Linked DNA regions of Ovis aries: region 1 is linked to region 2. The links are chromatin contacts, called in public Hi-C maps. All regions are on one chromosome and are shown on one strand. Each heading gives the region's core, a stretch centred on a gene start, on an enhancer-like site or on the middle of the called end of the contact. The rest is flanking DNA. Distances are from core to core; before and after follow the strand shown.

Region 1 (6,007 bases), core at 1,877-4,376, 130 kb after region 2:
GGAGCTGGTGATGGACAGGGAGGCCAGGCGTGCTGCAGTCCATGGGGTCGCAGAGTCGGACACCACTGAGCGGCTGAACAACAACCACTCCAAAGCTGCCTGCTCCCTGGGGCCGTGTGAGAATGAGACAGATACTGGGGTGGGTGCCGTGACAGGACTGTGTGTATCAGTGTTACCCCAGCTTGCACCCCGGCCCTTCTGGTGGCCGTCTGTCTGTGAAGCAGTCCCTCAGGGGCCCCAGCGGATTCCCATCACTTTGGGCAGTGCCTGGGTGACAGGGGTGTAGACATTGCCATACCATACTCAGCTGCTTCATTTTCCCTAACAAGGATTTTAAAAACAAGGGACTTATTGGTGACTACCAAAATTACACGATGCAGGTTCCCTACACAATTAAACACCAGGACTAGCGGTTGGTGTGCTGTCCAGGTGTTCTGGGTACTACTCCTGTTCCCTATAGAGCTGTCTGGCTCCTTGGGACACCACTGGGCTTGCTATCCTCTCTGCTCAGGGAGTGATTCTTTCACTCGCGTGTGCATTTGGTTACGGGTGCAACGAGCATTTATTCGGTGCTTGGAACACGCATGGCACCGTGCTAGACACAGGGGACAGCAAGATGCATAAACACACCTGCCCCCGAGGGTCTCGACGGGCAAGCCGCGAGGCCACGTCAGGATAAGTGCTCTGACTCGGCTGTGTCCTCCCTGCGGTCCCCAGAGGGTTCTGGTACGGAGCGGGGGCAGGTGATGTCAAAGGTTTAGCAGATCAGTGACATAGAGCAGGACCTGCCTCGGGGAGGCTCAGCGTGCCAGCTGCTGTGACACCAGGACGCAGACACTACCACACGGACGGTGGGGCCCCACCCCCAGCAGCTCCACCCTGTGGCACAAAGAAGATGGGCAACACGCTTGTGTCAAATAAATAAGGATTTGATGCTAGTCGAGCAGTCGTGTCCGACTCTTTTGCGACCCTTTGGACTGTAGCCCGCCAGCTTCCTCTGTCCATGGGATTTCCCAGACAAGAATACTGGGGTGGGGTGCCAATTCCTTCTCCAGGGGATCTTCCCGACCCAGGGAATCTAAGCCGGGTCTTCTGAATTGCAGGCAGATTCTGTCTGTCTGAGCCACCAGGGAGTCAAATAAACCAGGATTTCATGACCGTATCGTAAAACATCTTTCTCTGCCTGCTCCTGCCTGGAATCCGGCATGGAGGTCTGGGTCTATGTTGCATGTTCTCTGGACTGATGGTCAGAGCTCTGTGGACCGGTTGGCCTGCCTTGACCGACTCACAGAAAAAGCTGTTTGTTCACCTTCTGGGCCAAACATCACCGGAAAGACCCACTTTAGAAAAGAAGACAACTCTATCTACAGCAGCATTTTCAAAAGTATGTTCTACAAATATGAATTCAAAATAATTTATGAGGGAATTCCTTCGCAGTCCAGTGGCTAGGACTCTGTGCTTTCCCTGCTGAGTGTGTGGGTTCAATCCCTGGTCGGGGAATTAAGATCCCACAAGCTGTGTGACAGGGCCAAAGAAAAAAAGAAAAACACAAATTAAAGGAAAGAGACTTCCCTAGTGGTCCAGTGCCTAAGGCTCTGCGCTTGCAATGCAGGGGGCCCAGGTTCGATCGCTGGTCAAGGAACTAGACCCCAAATGCCAGAAAGAGGAGACATTTGTGGCCCTAAGTTAATATGTACTGGTGTAAAAATAAAACAGGTGTGTTTCTAAGTAGCTGCTCAGGGATTTTGGTAGGATGACTCTCCAGGAGGTGGAATGGTCCTGCCTTCAGCCTTCTGCAGACATGTTTGACATCGAGCTCTTTTAATGAACCAGCTCTTCTTTTCACACTGGAGTTTTGGGGAGGATTGATTTGGGAGAACCTTCTTTATGGATTTACCCTTCCCCTCCACCTGGGCTTCCCTGGTGGCTAAAGAATCTTCCTTGCAATACAGGAGACCTGGGTTTGATCCCCAGGTCAGGAAGATCCCCTGGAGAAGGAAATGGTAACCCACTCCAGTATTCTTGCCCAGGAAATCCCATGGACAGAGGAGCCTGGTGGGTTACAGTCTGTGGGATCGAGAAGAGTTGGACATGACTGAGTGACTAACACTTCACTTCACTTCTCTACCTATATCCAATACTAAAGGAAGGAATCAGTTAGACTTCAGGCCCTGCTGGCCTTCTTAACAGGAGTGAGACCACCCCCGAAGGGGTGCAGTGGTTCTTGAAGAGGAAAACAGTCTCTCTCTGTTTGTGTATTATGTAGCCATATAGTACCTACACAGATACGCAGGATCTCCATACTATTAAAATTTCATGGGGGAGGGAGGGAGTGATCAGAGGAAAACAAAATGACTACAAAGTCTCCTGAGAAGGGCAATGGTGAAAAAGAGTTGGGGCAATGCTGCCATGCAGACTATCAGCCAGTCCATCTGGGGTCAGGTGACAGCCCTGCTGCTGTGTGACCTGGGGTAAGTTGTTTGCCTCTCTGAGCCTCAGGTGCCTGACCCAGAAATAGAGGCTCTTGTCGTCTCATGATACTGCAGTGAACTCGGACAAAATAAATGCAGTGCCTAACACACAGGAAGTGTTTGACAGACTAAAGGCAGCCCTTCAGGCCTGGGACTTTGCTATCCAGCGTGGGTAATTGTAGTGGGGCTACTTGATAGGCCCTCCTATTGGGTTTCTCAGCCTTTAGGGGACACAGAGGATGAGATGGTTGGATGGCATCACCGACTCAATGGACATGAGTTTGAGTAAACTCCGGGAGTTGGTGATGGACAGGGAGGCCTGGTGTGCTGCAGTCCGTGGGGTTGCAGAGTCAGACACCACTGAGGGACTGAACCGAACTGAACTGAGGCTGTAGACTGATACATAAAGATACAGGAAGCTTAGAACAGCCAGGCCTAAGGAAAAGGAAATGGGGAAATACTATTTATTTTAAAGCTTGTAAGATAAACAAAAAAGCAGTGTAGCCTAGGGGCACCCCACCAAGTCAGAGTGGGCCATGGGGGTGGTGACAGCGCCACCTGGGCACTCCACCGCCCCCCTGGATGGCAGGGCCCTAGCCCCTGGGATCAGGCCCTTCATCCTGTAGGCCCACCCTGCTGGGTTCCAGGGTCTGGGATAGACACCGGGGTGGGTAGGGCAGGCCCAGGCAGAAACTGTCTGCTGCACCTAAAAATAGTGTGGGAGAGAACAGGAAACAGAAATTTCAGGCCAACCGGGAAATGCCTTTGAATTATCAGGAAATCAGGGCTGGAGCCCTGGGGCAGCCACACCCTTGCAGCAGTTCCCAAAGGAGACGGTGGAGGAAGCTGGCGCTGGGGAGGGGAGGGGGCGCCTAACTGGGAAAGTGTTAGGCTCCGTGCTTTGCTTCCTGCTCTGTGCCCTGTTGGTCTTTAGTTGCATGCGGATGAAAATCTTTTTTAGATGGCCAACAGTCCCAGTGCTCCCAGGACTGAAGGGGACATGGAACTTTGAGTTTTCAGACTGGGGAGTCCTGTGCAAACTCATGAGTTGGTCACCTTCTTAGCAGAGGATGTTTCAGTCTCTCAAAGCTATAGTGCCAGGGTTACCATCATGCCTGCACAGAGCATCCCTGGAGGAGTTCTTAAAAACCCCCAGATCAAGGCCTCACTCAGACCAGTTTACTTAGACTCTGGGGTGGGGAGCAGGCAGCTTGGATTTTAAAGCTCTTCGGGCAGGTGATTCCTCTGTGCAGCCCAAGCTGAGAACAGAGGAATTCCTGTGAGTTAAACATCACCTGGGGTCTGTTTTCCTGTCTCACCCCCAGAAATTCTCAATGTACCGTCTGCAGCGGAGGCTTAGAATGCTTCATTTAAAACTAAGCCAGCAGTCTGGATCAGGAGCATAAATTTATTCTCCAAGGTCAACTTTCTATAGGTCTGCAGCTGAAACATGGTACTCACTGTTTGCACAGAGAGGCCAGCTGCATGAAAACTCACTCCAGGACTTTCCTGGTGGCACAGTAGACGGAAATCTGCCTGCCAATGCAGGGGACACAGATTTGATCCCTGGTCTGGGAAGATTCTATATGCTGAGGAGCAACTAAGCTCGTGTGGCACAACTACTGAGCCTGAGCTCTAGAGCCCAGGAGCCACAACTGCTGAGCCTGCATGCTGCAGCTTCTGAAGCCCGTGCGCCTGGAGCCTGTGCTCCACAAGAAAAGCCACCGCAGTGAGAAGCCCACGCACCGCAATGAAGAGCAGCCCCTACTTGCTGCAACTAGAGAAAACCCCCCGTGTGCAGCAACAAAGACCCAGCACAGCCCCTTGCCTCCGCCCGCCCCCCAAAAACTCATTCTAATACATCTGCGGAAAAACTGGAAGATTTATTTGTGAGAGGTTCCTTTGCTGTGCAATACCATACAACTTCATGGAACAAAAAATCTGATAGGTTTGGTAGATTTTACTGCACTGAAAGTGAGATTCCAAGGTGAACTGAGGAAAGAGGGTATGAAAAACTGTACCAGTTAGGTTGTTACTAAATTTTATTTGGCTTGTTGTAAAACTGAAATATATTTGAAAAAAAAAAAGAAGTCATGTTTTACTCATGCAAGGTTCCTCTGGGCACACTTTGAGAAAAAACTGGCCTGGCGTCTTATTCCTTTGTGAATCTGCTAGCTTTGAACAGGAAAGCATGCTCTGATCAATCCAATCAAAATGTTTATTCAACACCTCCGCCCAGGATGACAGAAGAGGTTACAAAGATGACTTCATCAAGGTCCCTCTAGTAAACGCAATTAACTTCTAATGAGCAAGAAAGCCACACTTCAGGGCAGCTGGTGACAAAAGTCTTTGCTGGGGAATAAACCTAGGATTGAAATGATGAAAAGTACAGTGGAGGGAGCCTCAGAATTCCTCAGCTGTTTTCACATCCCTTCTATGAATTAGCAGTGGTGAGACCCAAAACAATTCTTCTTTCTGAATCCTCATCTATAAATTGTAAGGCTGATGACCTGACTCCTCAGGCCCTCACCTCATCTGAATCGGTGATTCTGAACCTGATCAGTGTGTCATGTTGGATAGCAGAGTATAGCATTCCCCCATGCTATGGACAAGCTCCTTCTCTCCTGTGGCTAAAAAGAGGACACATTTGCTTTGGGACTGAAGCAGGAAGAAGATGAGCCCCCGCTGGCTGAGCAATTGCGGGGTCATTCCCTGTAGACAGAAACTCTAAAATATCATGTGCAAATTCCAAATTTCATGTCCTAATAGCAGGACAGTCAAGAGAGGAAGCTGGGCCCTGCCCAGATAAGAGATAATAGATCACAAACTGGGCTTCCCTGGTGGCTCAGTGGTAAAGAATCTGCCTGCTAATGCAGGAGACACAGGTTCCATCCCTGAGTTGGGAAGATTCCCTGGAGGAGGAAATGGCAGCCCACTCCAGGATTCTTGCCTGGGAAATCCCATGGACAGAGGAACCTGGTGGGCTACAGCCCATGGGGTTGCAAAGAGTCAGGCATGACTTAGCGACTAAATAACAACAATAGGACCACATACTTTTCATTCGCAAAGTCAAGGAGACCTTCCTGACTAGAAAACTTCTTGGAGGTCCAGAGGGGAGTGATGCTAAGCTACCCATAGGCCTCTTTCTTGGAATACATCTTGGCTGAGAGATGTGTGAGTGCGTAGGGGAGGATCCTGAGATATATCAAATACGGACTCAGAACTAGGCAAGTCAAAATGATTGGTCAAAGCAAACTCAGAAGAAATGCCCCATATAAGTAATTCAAACTACCACAAGGGCGCAACGCTCTGAGTCCACCCGGGTGTCTATCCGCACGTGCTGGACTCTTTTTTCCTTCTGGTAAACACTTTACTTGTCTCGCTGCTTTCCTTCTTCGTGGGAGTTCTTTTCTGCAAAGCTGAAGGGCCAGGGCCTTGTCAGTGACCACTGGTCTAGTGCCTAGGATTTAGCTGCCACTGCTGTGATCTGACCTCAGTCTCGGACCAGGAATTTAAATCCTGCTTCAAGCTACTGC
Region 2 (5,506 bases), core at 2,297-4,796:
GGTCATCTCGTCTGTGAATGGAGGCTAGTAGATGGTCTCAAAAAGTTCCTTCTATGGCTCTTTCCTGTTCTCCCAGCAGCACTGCGCTCAGGCACTAGTGGGTTATTCTACAAGAGGATTCTACACAGAATGTGATCTGTTCAGATTGAAAAGGGAAAAATTAAGGCCTGTGGGGACTGGGAGGAGGGGACCCTCCGAGTCTGCTCTCCTTCCCCAGTCTTTCCCTCTAAGGGGAAGGATCTTCCTCCTCCCCTTACAAATGGCACTTGAGGTGGCTGGGCTGGAGCTCTGCACCGCCGGAGACGGCCAGCAGCCCCGATTAGAGGTGTGTGTCTTCCTCTTCGAGGTCGTCTTTGGTCAGATTGTCCAGAGGCACGATCCAGCTGTCCCCCAGCTCCCCGTTGAGGTTCGCCACCTTCTTCTCCTGCATCTCTGAGGAGGTCTCCATCACCTCCAGTGTCGGGTTGTCATGGTAACCATTCTCCACCGTCTGTAGCTCCTCTGTTAGTCGTTGCTAGAGTGCGAGAGGTGACCCAAGAAAAAAGGGTAGTTTTTGAGAGTTCTCAGCCTTGCTCTAGCCTTAATATTGGCACTTCTACCCCTCTAATTCAGGAGCCCCAATTTAGCTAATGTGAACAACAGGTGGTCCTGGAGGCCAATTCTGACTGCCGGCCTGCCTCAGGGAAAGTCTGAGATGAGAACCTGCCCAGCATCCCTAGAATTCCCAGCTCGGCCCCTGGCAGCAAATATGTGACGTCAGTAGAGATGGACTTTGTTCTCCCATCTCCTCTCCTCCACTCCTTCCCCATCAAACGTTCCTCTCAATGTCCCTCCTCACCACTTCTCTGAACAGGGAAGAACTCTAAGAAAATGACTTTCATCAGGCTGAATGACTGGGACTTCTCTAGGGCCAAACATGACGCGTACAAAAACTTTTGCCCTCCCGCTGCAGGTGGAAACCATCTGAAGGGAGCTTTCTCTCCTTCTTTACCCAGGATACAACCTCAGTGGCAGAGGACCGTCCCTGGCAATCTTTAAACGAATACAGTGACCCAGAAATGCCATTTCAGTTGGGGTTTGAGGAGACTAAGCAGCGGGATTTCTTTTAAAGCTCTCCACGGTGTGCAGCCAGGGTTGAGAACCCTGAATCTGGGCGGAACTGTTACAAGGGAATCCTAGTAAGGTAGATGAAAAACCTGGTTAGATGGGTATGCCTCAGCCCATTTACAGGAATGGATCCACAGAGCAACTCTGCAAGGTGGATATTCCCACTACACAGGTGAGAAACCTGAAGCTCAGAGATTATGACTTGTTCAAGGTTACCCAGTTAATCAGAAGCAGAGCTAGGGTTTAACCCAAGAATTCTTTGACTCCAAAACCCTTGCCGCCTCTTTAATTCTTCAGGCAAATTTCCATTTCCTATAAGGGATAGTGACCTCTGCCTATCTGAAAGGGCCAATGGCTTTTTTCTAACATGTGAATAACAGGGTGAAAGTCATCCAGTGAACTGGACTGCTTGGTCCTCACCTGGTCCTTCCTATGGGAGAGGCGCTGGTGGCAGCAGGCATAGAGGGCCGCCACCAGGAGCAAGAAGGATGCCATGCAGACAATAGTGATGATCAGAGGCATGCTGAACCGGTCCTCCATCTCTTCTGGTGGTCCTTGCCCATCAAACTGCATGTCTCTGACTCCCACCTGGCCAGGAAAGAGAGAGTGACATAGCAGAAAACGGGTTCTGGGTCTCTCTCTCTCAGAACTCCCATTCACTTACAAGCTCTTCCACGTGGGGTTTGGGGGGCCTATTCCACCGCCCTGCTGTCCCCTTTTATCCTCCCATCTAGATGCTTGCAAACCAGAGGTTCCTCAACAATGAGAAACAGTGGAACCAGGGAACCGCGGGCTTCTGAGGGACAGGCTCCTGACCCAGTCTGTCCCAGCATGTGGGGCTGCCCACTTACGTCTTCTAGTTTGTCCCAGTTGTCTTTCAGCAATTTATAAACGTCCGTGGGATGGAGCTTTGCTGAGGGGGAGAGGGAGAGATGCTGGTTCAGTGGTCTAGCTCAGAGAGACACGGCAGGGACAGGGGGCTTCCTGTTCGTCCGTCTCCTGAGCAGTGTCTCTCGTGCAGGTGACGGAGAGTTGACAACTGACCCATCCTTGTGGCTCCTGTCACCCCCCTGCCCCATTCCCACCCCAGAGAGGCCTCCCCGCCCTGGCCCTCAACTCACTGATGATGGTAATGTGTTTGATGTCCACTTCCTGGGCATGTGAACCAGGAGCCATCTCTATATAGCACTGATCTTGAGTTTTGTTGAAGGAGGGTTTTACTGCTTGGCACAACACCTCGACCAGTTTGTGATTCGAAGCGACTGTGTTCTGTTGTGGGAAGACGACAGGTAATTGCTCGGGGATCATGACAGCAGCCTAGGCTTGTGGGGCCACCCTTGCAAGCTAAGGTCAGGACAAGGCTGTTGCCAGCTGTGAACCGATCGCCTGGACTGGCGGGTGACATGCTCTCCTCCTGGGCCAGCCCCTGCCTTCTCTGGCTCAGGTGGACGTCTCCTCCCTCGACCCCCCGTCCCATTTATCTCATCTTGGTTGAATAATGCCATTCCCCTGAGTGTGCCCCTCTCTCTCAGAGCTCTTTAATCATGACCTGCTGCCCGTCATCATTTCTCTCTCCTGGAAGGACCTGCGGAGGCACTGCCAGTGCAAAGATGCCAATGAACCTGCATTCACCAGCCCTTGATGCTGAGTTCAGAGACCTCGGGAGGGGAAGTGCCCGGCTCTCAGCTCAAGGTCATCCATCCCTCGGCTAAGACCGAACACCTAAATAGGCTGACAAGAGAAGGGCAAGGCCATCACTGCACAGGGGGGACTCAGGAGTGTCTGAAAGACGCACAGGACATCTTTGAGGGGCTTCCTCTATATTTCTAAGCAGAAAGAGCATGGCTGATGTGGCTTTGGGGCTGAGGGTGAGGAAGCAAAGTGTGGGGAGATTTTACCCAGTCTTCCAGAGGCACCCCAAACTGGTGTTTCTCTGACCAGACTTTGGAATAAGGACACCAAGATGAAGAAAAGGACTCTTGCTTTGGCTTGTCCCACAACCCATCCCTTGGGTTTTCTACCTGGAATTTCCTTAGGCCTACTAGCTCTCCAGCCCTCCTACCAGGTAAAGATGCAGGGCTTTCCTCTTCGCATTTATGGCAAAGGAAAAGAAGGCTTACCACCAAACACACCCCTGCCAAGTTTCAGCCAAAAAGAGAGCTGGAGGAAAGGCTGGGCAAGCGTCAGCGTGGTTCTCGCCTTGTCCAACAAGCCCAATCCCAGGAAAACCCTGCTCTGTTTGAAAACTCCAGCTTTTCTATAGTTCACTTGGAAAATTCCAGCAAAACGGACACCCAAAAGAAAACAACTGCAGAAAATAGGTAGCATTAAATTATTGTAAACCCAAGTTTTCCCTGCCGCTTGCTTTCACTTTCTGGTTCCTAGGGGTGTTTGCAAAATAGCCACTGACCAGGAGAGGGCGGCAGTGAGCCATCCATCACTAGCACTCACTCGGACCTCAGCTACTGAGTAAGCACTGCGGCAGATATCCCCAGACTAAAGCCCTTAATCCTAGGGAGACTAGCAGTCTGAAGGCAGTGGACAACACGGCTACACTCTCTCTTTCATGCAAATGGACTCACACACGTGCTGACACCAGCTCCCTCAAACAATACACACACACACACCACCCTGAGTGGAAGAACAGCTGTTGGCAACGGCTCCCCTGGGTTAGAGGCAAGCTGTCAGATAATACATGGAGCAGGAAATATAAAACCATAGACTCTTAGAACAACGAAAGTTAGGCAGACTAAGTCTCTTCTCTTCAACTGAGGCCTCTGAAGCCCAAAGAGATGGGCTTAGCAAAGTCACATCCTGAACTAGAAGCAAGCAAGAACCAGGGCTTGGGTCAGACTCTCAGAACTGAAAGCTCAGGAGACCTGGTATTTCTGGCCCTGTAGCAGCCCTGTGGGCGGGGCTTCCTTTAGAGAAGCTGGTTCTGACCCTCTGTAAGATTGGAAGGACCAAAAACAAGGGCAGGAAATGAACACATCTCTCAGCTCCTTTCTACAAGGAACACTCCATTCCCTTCCACTTTCAGTGATCGTGGAGCTAAACCGCCTTTGGAAGATGCAGGTCAGGATGGGGCCCAGGGGAGCAAGGTACTCACACAACTGTTGGCTCCCGAGATGTTCAGGGAGAGTTTGCTCTCATTCAGCTTTTCAGGAGGACGGCACTGGATCTGAAAGAAGCCACTGGGATTAAGGGCCAGGCTGAACTTGATAAGATCTCATCTTTGAATCCTCCCTCCCTCCCTTAGGTGCTTCCCTGGTGGCTCAGAATCTGCCTGCAATGTAGGAGACCAGGGTTCGATCCCTGGGTTGGGAAGACTCCCCTGGAGGAGGGAATGAAAACCCTCTCCAGTATTCTTGCCTGGAGAATCCCATGGACAGAGAAGCCTGGCAGGCTACAGTCCATGGGGCTGCAAAGAGCTGGACACGACTGAAGCGACTCACACACACACACACACACACACACACACACACAGTTAGGTGGGTGACACCAGGCAAGTAACTTGCGGCAAACTGGGAGCTGGCCAGCTGGGGTCTGACAGCCAGGTATGTTCCTGGTTATCCCGTTCTCTAAGCCGAGTCCAGCAAAGCCAGAGACAGTGGGTGAAGGATACTGGCTCTCACACCCCCGCCAGGGGCTCTGGTAGAGAAGGGTAGAGATGCTCTTCCTGGAGTCCCTTTCTCTCTGAGTCTGGGCTCTCTTACCTGCCCTATATTTGTTGGAATTACTGAGGTGGGAGAACGGGTGCTGGAGCTTTGAGGGGCATTTGACGTCAACTGAGTGCTGGAGATGGTAGATCTCCTGACCAGAGATGTGGTCCCAGGTCCCAGTGAAGAGCCTGTGGGTTGCTGAACTCCAGCGGTGATGGTGACAGCTGGCGTCTCCCTGGAGGTGTGCTGAGTTCCTTCAACAGTGACCTGTGTTTCTGTAAATGGGAAAACAAAGCTTATGAGGAAAGGTGAGTGGTTTAAACAGAAAAAGGATAGTCTTTCCTGTTCTCAGTTTTCTGAGGTTCTTCAGTCTTGCCCCACCCCACTTTGGCTTTACAGACCACAAGCAGAAGGAGGCAAGCTATGAGAAAGAGGAGGCAGATTGAGGAAGCCAGGTCCCGGCACCTAGTACAGGATGAGCAGACTAGATGAGCCGGTGTGGGAACCCGAGAGAAGTATCAACAGCAGTGACAGTGCCAGAGCAGATGTCAGCTGAGTAACTGCTTCTGCCAGGGTCCTACTCTCTTCTTCAGGCCTCACAGTGACTCTGAGGAAAGTACCATAATCACCCCTTTCATAGACAAGGCAATGGAGCCTCAGAGGGGCTTATGAATTCCGCTCTAACGCATGGCAGAGCAGGGACTGGAATCCAGGTTTATCCGACTCGGGGCCCTTGC

What was found. Hi-C and Micro-C count contacts between places; a contact is called where the count stands out from the background.
Region 1: a Hi-C map of tail adipose tissue shows a contact between it and region 2, with 12 times the contacts expected there. The contact joins two enhancer-like sites. A contact is called at or near these places in 10 of 16 Hi-C or Micro-C datasets (blood, hypothalamus, liver and 5 more).

Annotation. Positions count from the first base shown.
Region 1 is chr4:97,031,780-97,037,786 of ARS-UI_Ramb_v3.0, forward strand. All of the region lies in intron 2 of LOC132659763 (a long non-coding RNA gene), which reads left to right. Among named protein-coding and RNA genes, the nearest start is that of PODXL, 83 kb to the left of the region's middle. Within about 2 kb of position 3,127, at least 4 of the 54 cell types and tissues checked have an H3K27ac peak or open chromatin away from gene starts, as enhancers often do.
Region 2 is chr4:96,902,800-96,908,305 of ARS-UI_Ramb_v3.0, forward strand. PODXL (podocalyxin like) reads right to left here. Exons shown (of 9, transcript XM_042249312.1): 4 at 4,824-5,044; 5 at 4,217-4,288; 6 at 2,229-2,376; 7 at 1,959-2,020; 8 at 1,528-1,695; 9 at 1-514. The coding sequence ends at 320. Among named protein-coding and RNA genes, the nearest start is that of PODXL, 46 kb to the right of the region's middle. Within about 2 kb of position 3,547, at least 9 of the 54 cell types and tissues checked have an H3K27ac peak or open chromatin away from gene starts, as enhancers often do.